Regions from separate parts of the Mus musculus genome. Here region 1 is linked to region 2. The links are chromatin contacts, called in public Hi-C maps. All regions are on one chromosome and are shown on one strand. Each heading gives the region's core, a stretch centred on a gene start, on an enhancer-like site or on the middle of the called end of the contact. The rest is flanking DNA. Distances are from core to core; before and after follow the strand shown.

Region 1 (4,567 bases), core at 429-2,928, 640 kb before region 2:
ATTTATTTATTTATTTATTTATTTATTTATTTATTTATTTATAATTTTTTTCCTTTCCATTTTTTATTAGGTATTTAGCTCATTTACATTTCCAATGCTATACCAAAAGTCCCCCATACCCACCCACCCCCACTCCCCTACCCGCCCACTCCCCCTTTTTGGCCCTGGCGTTCCCCTGTTCTGGGGCATATAAAGTTTGCATGTCCAATGGGCCTCTCTTTCCAGTGATGGCCGACTAGGCCATCTTTTGATACATATGCAGCTAGAGTCAAGAGCTCCGGGGTACTATTCATGTTCTTTAGCATCTCTCCCTCACTCCCACTGCTCTACTCCAACCTCTCCCTTCAGTGCCCAGAGAAAGCAACTGCAAAAATTCCATATTTGTTAAGCAAGCTCAATGCTTAACATGATGTTTTGTATAAAGAACCCACAGGAGGAAGGAAGGCAGTGGAACAGCTCATAGCAGCTGTGTCCACAGTGCCCTAGCTTGCTGCTCCTGTAACTCTCCAATCAGGGTCTGAGATCCTTGGGAAGAAATGATGAATGATGGTACTTATTGTACCCCGGATCTTATTTAAGCCAGTGAACAATCCAGCTCAGGGGTCCATGGCATCCGGACAGCACTCCTGGTGACTTACATTTGTGGAAGATATTCTGCTAACTCCATGGACAGGATTTCTGTATTTCTACAACTTTTCTGCCCTACCTATACATACATGGAAGGCCACAAATATACCCTACCCTCCAATCAGACTGAACTTAACTTTTTTCCAAGGACATTTACCAAACATCTCTGCTCTTCAGAGGGAATACCCTCCCTAGATGATGCTAAGCTCCAGAGCTGATGGCTGGCACATGTTGCCTGAAATGATGAGATCTAGGAAGGACCATTTCTTCCTCCAACTTCCTTATCAGAATGCTTACCTTGGCCCTCAAATAGGATCAAAGGCAAGTGATGCTGCCACTTCTGTTTTACTACAACTCTCAGAGAGCCATTAAATCCCCTGGCCTGGAGAAGGGACTAAAGAGTTGGTTTATAATGTCAGTCATGCTCTGGAGTATTTAGGCTCCTAGCACATCTTCTTGGCTCTGCTGGCTCTAGGAAAGGTAGTGATAGCAAGAAAGAGAGTCATCTGAAGGATTTGGTTTGTTCCCAAACAGGATGTTGGACAATGCTTTGCTATTAGGCTGTGAATGTCACTCAGGAATGCCCTGAAACCACAGAGAAGCAATGGATCATGGATTTCCTTTTCCTCTAGAGTGAGTCATAAGCTTTAACTTTTAATACTTACAGAAAATTTATTTCTCCAACTTAGGCACGCTTCTTTCCTAAACTTAAGCCCACATACAATTGTGCTCCAGCAATTTCCAACAGTTCTGTGATCTTATTCCCCAAAGAGAGTGCACATCACACTAAGAAACTCCAAGATAGTTACCATCAGCTTCACACTCAAAGCATGACATGGCAGTGGCCTTATTTATGAGTATTTCATCCTTGGCTATTATGTTTGGTAAATTTAGTTGTAATCTGATTTTGAGAATTGTGGCAGCAAAACCACAAAGGACTCCATGTTCCAAGATGAATAATCTGAGCTTTCCTCTCAAATAATAGTCTTCAGTACAAAAGCATGTGGGTGTTTGCTTTTCTGAGGCTCCAGGTAGGTAATTTAGTGAGCTTTCAAGTGATGGTGGTGGTGGGGTGTGCCATGATTCTCTGCACTTGCAGCGTGAGGAGGCATTAAAGGCAGTATAAAAGATGCTTATACTTTCTGTCAGTCAGAAACAATCAGAGAATAGAAGGTATTGTGCACTGGCCACTTCTGAAAGCACAAGTTCAATTCTGGGTAGGTGTGTATGGTTCTAGCAAAACTTAGGTGGAAGCTCACCTGCTCTCATCTCCCCTCACCCCTGAGCCTTGGAATCAGAACAAAGATAGTGCTAGTGACTTAACCCTGCTATGTTTCAGCCAGGGCTCCTGGCAGCAGACTCAGGAACAGTCATTCCATGGCACAGGGCTTGGCTGCTCTGTCCTGACTTTTCTCCATGCTTATTTCTGCTAATTGAACAGGACATGCTTAGCTCTATCTGCAGCCTTCTTCTCTCCCATATCAACAGTCATGGGTTCTGTGCCTGTGATCAGGCCGGGTATCACACAGATCCTCTCTGGTCAGGCCTCTCTGTGTGCTGACAGATGCTCCCAAGCTCCCGAAGCCTCTTCTCCAGTCCTGAAATGGAACTTGTGCCAAGATATACTAGGGGCAAAGCCAGGGTGAAGGTTTTCCTGGGCAGTATCTGGCTGCTTGGCAGGGTGCAGTAGGCAGTTGGCAGCCTCTAATGTTTTAAGGCTTTCTCTGTTGTCCAGAGTGTCAGAACTCACAACTGTAGCTGTTCTGGTTGACTTTCTGTAATGGGAAAACTGGTGCGTTGCAAAGGCACAGCCTGAGGACATATTTTGCAGTCTGCATCCCCCCCCCTTGGTCCTCCATATGTTTTATGCTAATCAAATATTACTTTCTTTGTGTTCTTCAGCCTTTCTCAATGGTCTGCTGCACTAGCCCCAAATAAAAGCTACTTATTGTATCAATCCAAGCTATGTTAGAAAAGGGTCATGGTGGAATGAAGCCAGGAAAATGAAGTTACTGGCATGTCTTACTTCAACTCAACTGGCTATATCTAATCCCAAAGGTAACTTCCAGCAGTACAAATGACAAGGTGCTTGCCTACTTTGATAAAACTATGTATTACTTTCTTTAAAGCTGTGAATACTACTCTTATGGTAACATGAAAGCAATAGATCTCTCTAGAAAAATGTGGACAGCTTGCAGGTTTTAAAATCATGGTGTTTGATTCAAAGATGGAAGGAATGAACTCTAGAGACACACCCCAATTTTGAAAGACATTCTCCATGGTTTTTTTTTTTTTTTTTTCACTTAGGCTTAGGCAAGGCTCATAAATACAGGCATTGTTGGCATTGCAAGCCTTCTTTAGAAGTTGAGTGCTGTTCTCTTTTATGTAGCTTTTTAACACTCTACATTACAGACTAGGAAATTACACATACCTCTCTACTCCACTCAGCTTCCACTTGTGTTTCCGGGACATCAGTAACCCTCCACCCCAAGCAGCCTGAAAAAGCAAAACAGATGAGGAAGACTCTAGCAACTCTCTATGGCCTAGATTTCTAGTTTGGTGTCTTCCATATTAATGGGAATGCCATCCTATGAAGATGACCTGCATAGTTCCATGCTGAGTAAGGGAGTGGATCATCTTCTAATGTGAGGGCTTTACATTTCAAGGTTGAAGTCTCTGGTTCTGTCTTACAATTATACATTATATATTTATAATTATGGAGCCAAATTGGTGTCACATTTCCCTAGTCTACATGAGCTGGAGAAAGACAGCTTCCCCATCCCTTGCTGTGGTTTTAAAGTTGTCCCTTTGGAAGTCCCATACTTTAGAATGAGAAAGCCTATGGTTGCTACAGTTGGAGTGGATAAGATGGGCTGGGAAACCATTAAACAGGTTCTATGTTGAAGGCCTGAATGACCCATGTTAATGCTATCTGCAGTATAAGCTTACAATAGCATAAGGAGTTTGCACCTGGATGTGTGACAACTTACAGGAAGAAGATATTGCAACAACAACAAAAAAAAAAAAAAAAAAAGAAAAGAAAAGAAAAGGAAAGTAAAAATGATCAGCTGAATTAAACATTGTGCTTAGTCGGTGATGATTTATGATCAGTTGTTTATCACAAATATTTTACCACATTGCGGATCATTAGCAAGAACTGTGCAGAGGGCAACTGACCTTCAAGCTACACCAAATAACATGCTCAGTTTAAATTCCTCCAGTCTTGTAAAAATGATGGTGTACATTCTTCATATTTTGGTGCCTTATGTTAAAACATCTCAAATACAGTTCAGCGTCTTAGTTCACGAAGCCAACATATTAGAAATTTGGTAATTCACATTTCCTAATTTTAAGTTGGCAAGCCTCTTTTTTCCACTGAACACATGATTTTCTAACTTGATGCTGAATTTTATAATCCTATGGATTTTTGTTACAAATGTAAATTCTGACTATAGCTACAAGGGAGACTATGTGTGACTATGTGTATGAGTGATTTTTATTCAGAGACATTATGGATAAATGAATTGAGAACCAAGTGTTCAGCTCAAGTACTGGCTATGTTGAGAATATTTTCATTTTGGGAACCTTAATGCATAATCAATCTCAGGCGGTTTCCAGTCAATATCACATACTGTGTAAGTTCTGTGCCTCTGAAATCTTTAAAAGCTGAGATGCAACCATTATAAATATAATGAGAGAGAGAGAGAGAGAGAGAGAGAGAGAGAGAGAGAGAGAGAGAGAGAGAGAAAGGGAGAATGCAAATTGTATTCCACGAGCTTGATCTAAAACAACGTGTAAAGGTGTTTACTGGGTAGTTGCTGAGTGTTACTTACATCCACGTGCATCCAGATCTTATACTTTTTGCAGATGTCAGCTACAGCCAAGAGAGGATCAAAAGCCCCATACACGGTGGTTCCAGCTGTGGCACTCACCAGGAAAG
Region 2 (4,536 bases), core at 793-3,292:
CATGCCTAGTCAGGCATAGCAGCAGACAGCCCCGAAGCTGTGGAAGCAAGTGGCTGGGATTTAATATCTGTTCACAATTTGGAGAGCTGGGCTTGAAAACAGGCGTGAAAGTGGGGTTGAGCTATAAACCCCAACCCTTCCTACCCCAGCAATGCACTTCTTCCACCTAGACCACACCTACTAAAGGCTACACAGCCTCCTCAAATAGAATGCAGGGAAGCAAGTATGTGAAAACCTGAGTCTGTAGAGGAAATTTCACATTCAAGCTATTAACCCTTTACCCTGATCTCTATGTTCTTGGGGCCTTATCATAATGCAAATTGCATTCAGTTCCTCTGTATTTCTTCTGAGCCTTAATAGGCCTAACTCTGTTTAAATTCTGAGTCTTTTTTAAGTGTCAACATAGTCTCAAAACTGTGAGTTTTTCTAAACTAAATAAACAAAAACTCAAGTCAGGTATTTCCAATGTACGGAGCCTCTGGGTAAGTATCCACATTTCAAAATGGAGAGAAGAAAGGAAGACATCAAGAAAAGATGTAACCAAAACAAGATTAAAACCCAGCAAAGCAAACATTACATCCTGAAGCTCCCTGTTACAGCTGGGATTCATGAAGGCACCTGGGCTCCAGGAGGCTTGGGCAGTTCTACTCCTTCCGTTCTGTTACAGGCAACAATGGTGAGCTTTCTCTTGGGCCATCTCTAGTTATTACCCAGTGCTCACCTCAGTGAAAACCCTGCATTTACCACATCTCTAATAGCCTTAGTCTCCACTGTGACTTAGGTTTTGCCTTCATGGCCACACAAAGTGTCCTCTAAGAATCTCAGTACAGGGAATACAGTGCCTGATACATGTTACCAGGTCTTAGCGGGGCATTCTGGAACCTTGATGTAAACCTCAGTGACTCTCTAATTTTTGTGTCCTGCCTGCCTTCAGAATAACCTCCATGTGTATGATGGCCCCATGTTTTGCTGACAGCATGAAATACTGGTTGAACCTGGTCCTCTTGAGGCACAGCTACAGTGGCCTCTGGGCATTTGCCTAGCTGAATCATCGAAAACATCACCCTAGACAGCTCTGCAAAACTACAATATTCTAGAGGTTCTCTTTGATCAGATTTTCAACTAGAAGTTTATCAAATGGCTGTGTGTTGTTACTCCTCTTATTCCTCTTCCCATGGTATACTCTTAATCTACAGGTACTGTTTGTATTGTCCTAGGGCAAAGCTCTCTTTTTCTCGATATCTCTGTTTCACAGTTGATGACCCCTAAACCTACATTGTCTGCAACTTTACTATGCCCACACTCTTTCTTTCCTAATTTGCACAACGTTCACATAGTTATGATCTCACTTCTCCCTCTTTCTTTTCTGCTTCTCTTTCCTTCCATTTCCCTCTATTGTTGTAAATTCCATCTTTTAAAAGTGAGTACTAACCTATCGCAGCCTGGATATTTTGCTGCCCTGAAAAAATATTCTCTATTAATTAACTAAGTCTGTCCCTTTGACCTTCGACTTTTGACTTTAGGTGCACTCAAGTTCTCAGGGCACAGTTCAATAGCAAATGAAGCCTTATTCTTTGCCAGAAATGATCTCTAGCCCAATTCCTGAAACTATGGTCCTCTCTAAAACTGCATTAACACAGCCCCTTTCTCTACTCTTACTGGCATTCTGGTCTTCCAAACTTCCATCAAAATAGACTGGTCTCCTCTGGCCCACAGTCCCAAACTCTTCCACATTCCCTCCATAAACTCACTCGAAAAGCCCAAGAATCACACAGTCTGGTTACTCACAGCAACAGCAATGGTCCTACTTCCCAGGACCAGTTTTCTATATTACTGGATATAGAAATCCAGTAATTTCTCTGAACTTGGATCAAGCACTTTCAAGAAGCAACTAAAAAGAGTGGTGGTTTATTTCAGCTTAGGTTTTACTGAGATACAGACCACCATGTAGAGAATACATAGTTATCCCTGGCTCCACAACAGCAAAAACACAATGCTATGGCTCCTTGCCTCCCTTACATCTTGGTAGGAAAGGAATCAGAGAGTTTGATGCCAGCAGTAGCACTAAGCCATGACCCTTAAGCAAAACCACCCCCTCCACACAGCCCACTTTCTGCAGTTGGGTTTCACTCCCTGACAATTGCCCGACTTCCCCAAGCAGTTCAAGTGTTCCAACATATGAGGCTGTAAGGGACAGTACACTCAACCTAAGTGTACTGCACTACAGATTATTAGAAATCTTTCTCCCAACCAGCAGCATCCCATACCAGGTAACCATCTGTTCCCCTTTTCCTGTTCCCCTACCTTTGATAAATACTATTCTACTCTCTGCTTCAGTGAAAGCAACCCTTTTGACTTCCACATGCGAGTGTTGTAATCATGCACTATGTTTCTGTGCCTGTAGAATAACACCTCACACAATGATCTCCTGGTCCATCTGTTGGCATTATTTTGTGCCTGAATAACATTCTATTTTGTATATGTACCATATTTCCTGTATCCATTTGGCCACCCAGGTATTAAATGTGGGATGTAAATTATTATAGCAGAGCCATTATAGAAAGCCATCTGGAGTTAAAGAACTAGAACTAGAAATATCTCTAGATCTATCAATACTACTACTGAGTGTAGATCCAAAGAGAAGAAAATCACTATGTAGAACAGCTATCCGAACCCTATGTTTATTATAGCACTGTTCATGATGGCTAGGATATGGTATCAACCTAAGTATAGTCAATATTAAGTTCACTGAACTAAAACCATACCACATACTTATTTATAATTAAAAAGCACAAAAATAAACTCATAAACCTCATAAAATCCTCAAAAGATGTCATCATATTTTCTGTGGAAATGAGATCTCTTCTTTAAATGTGACTTATTATAGAAATTCCTTGTATTTTATTTAACTTAGAGTTTTTTCCTTTTCTTTTATGCAGAGGTTGACTTGTCACCAAGATGTGATTTCTTTGCTATGGTTATAGAGCTTACACTTGCAATAGGATGACCATACCAAATGCTACTCTTTTCCAAGTCCACCAGTGAGAGGCTGGGAAGTCACCAATTAATTAGTCACATTAAAATAAAAGCAAATTAAAAAAAAAAACCAAATTGTGCAAAATAATAGTTGACAATTAGGCTCTTTCATTAATTGATACTTAATACATACTCATGATATGCACAGTGGCTTTTCTACACATGGAAATGATGCAGAGCCATCAAGTCAGGATAATTAGCATATTCATTACCTGAAACCCCAATCTTTTCTTTACACTGAGAACATTAAAAATCTTTTCTTTTAGCTACTTTAAAATACACAATGTTTTGTTTATTTCCAGTCACCACCGAATTTTGCTGAAGAACATTTGAACTTAATCCTCTCCACTGTCTGACTGTCAGGTCTAAGTACCTCTTTACTTTCCTGCCCATTGAGATGAGGAGCTAAAGAGAGCCTGCCTGTTTTCCCTCAAACAAATATAATATGTTTGGTTATTTTCACAATGAGGTCCGTAATCCTTAAAATTGTTGTTAGTAATCATAATTATCCTACTTGAATTTCATGTTCATTATCCATGACATTGTCATAGTAGTCTTAAAATTTGATACCCTGTTCCCTATGATGGAACTCAGTTCTATGCCCATTTGCCTAATTAGAGCACTGCAATTGTCTAGCTTTGAGTCTCCTATTTGGCTTGAAGGAATAGGCCCTTCTTTTTCTTCCCTAGCCTTACTCCATGTGACTACTACACCTGAGTCATTTCTTGGGACTGCTTAAAAATGTACATAGATCAGAATCATCTTTGACCTATGTTTCTTCAAGATAAAATATTCTCAGAACTTATGCATCCATTATCCATGCTCTAAATGAGCACTTTTCTCTTGAAATTAAATGGCATAGATGATGCCAGAGAGCACTCCATGACTTCCAAGGTAAAATAGGAACTAGGTTTGAAGTCAATGGTAGAGTACTTTCTAGTGTGTAGGAAACCCTGGATTTGATTCCCAGTACCACAAACATAAAAGAGAGAGAAAAAATGTCAACACCTCAAGGAACTTTTGTCTTCTTTGTTGGAACACTTTTCACCTAGCATACTCATTCTCATGTGACAGTTGTCCTTATCATATGGTCGCCAAAGTCCTACCGATGTTAGGCTGGAGACAAGTCTGCTCTGGGAAAGCTGAGTTGACCAGATGGAACAGAGAGTCTGTTACCGGCCTCCAAATTTCCACAGCGTATAATTAGCAAGCTGCTAAAATAATAGAAGTCAATTGGACAAAAATATGGTATGTGTGGCAGTCATTTATTAACTACCTTATGTTTCCAAACACTGCTTTCACAGTAGATGCAAAGCCTTCATAGGCCGTTGCATCATGTGTCCTTGGGAGCAAGGATTGACAGTCTTCTTGAACAACATGGGTGGAAAAGTTCATGGATGCTGTTACTACGTCCAACAAGCAGGCATGGGCATGTCTGTTTCACATCTGCATGATAAAGTGATGCATTTGTCAGAAGAAGCTTTTAAGTAGGTTGCCATT

Evidence for each region. Hi-C and Micro-C count contacts between places; a contact is called where the count stands out from the background.
Region 1: a Hi-C map of the N1E-115 cell line shows a contact between it and region 2, with 2.1 times the contacts expected there. The contact joins two enhancer-like sites. A contact is called at or near these places in 1 of 39 promoter capture datasets (cranial neural crest), 2 of 484 Hi-C or Micro-C datasets (the N1E-115 cell line and embryonic stem cells) and 1 of 115 datasets of contacts at active chromatin or transcription factors (embryonic basal ganglia).

The regions. Positions count from the first base shown.
Region 1 is chr2:22,668,257-22,672,823 of GRCm38.p6, reverse strand. Gad2 (glutamic acid decarboxylase 2) reads right to left here. Exons shown (of 16, transcript NM_008078.2): 10 at 4,461-4,567; 11 at 3,059-3,123. Among named protein-coding and RNA genes, the nearest start is that of Mir3967, 16 kb to the right of the region's middle. Within about 2 kb of position 1,678, at least 34 of the 459 cell types and tissues checked have an H3K27ac peak or open chromatin away from gene starts, as enhancers often do. A contact at or near this core is called in the N1E-115 cell line, where this site is marked.
Region 2 is chr2:22,029,632-22,034,167 of GRCm38.p6, reverse strand. No RefSeq gene overlaps it. Among named protein-coding and RNA genes, the nearest start is that of Gm39767, 68 kb to the right of the region's middle. Within about 2 kb of position 2,042, at least 1 of the 459 cell types and tissues checked has an H3K27ac peak or open chromatin away from gene starts, as enhancers often do. A contact at or near this core is called in the N1E-115 cell line, where this site is marked.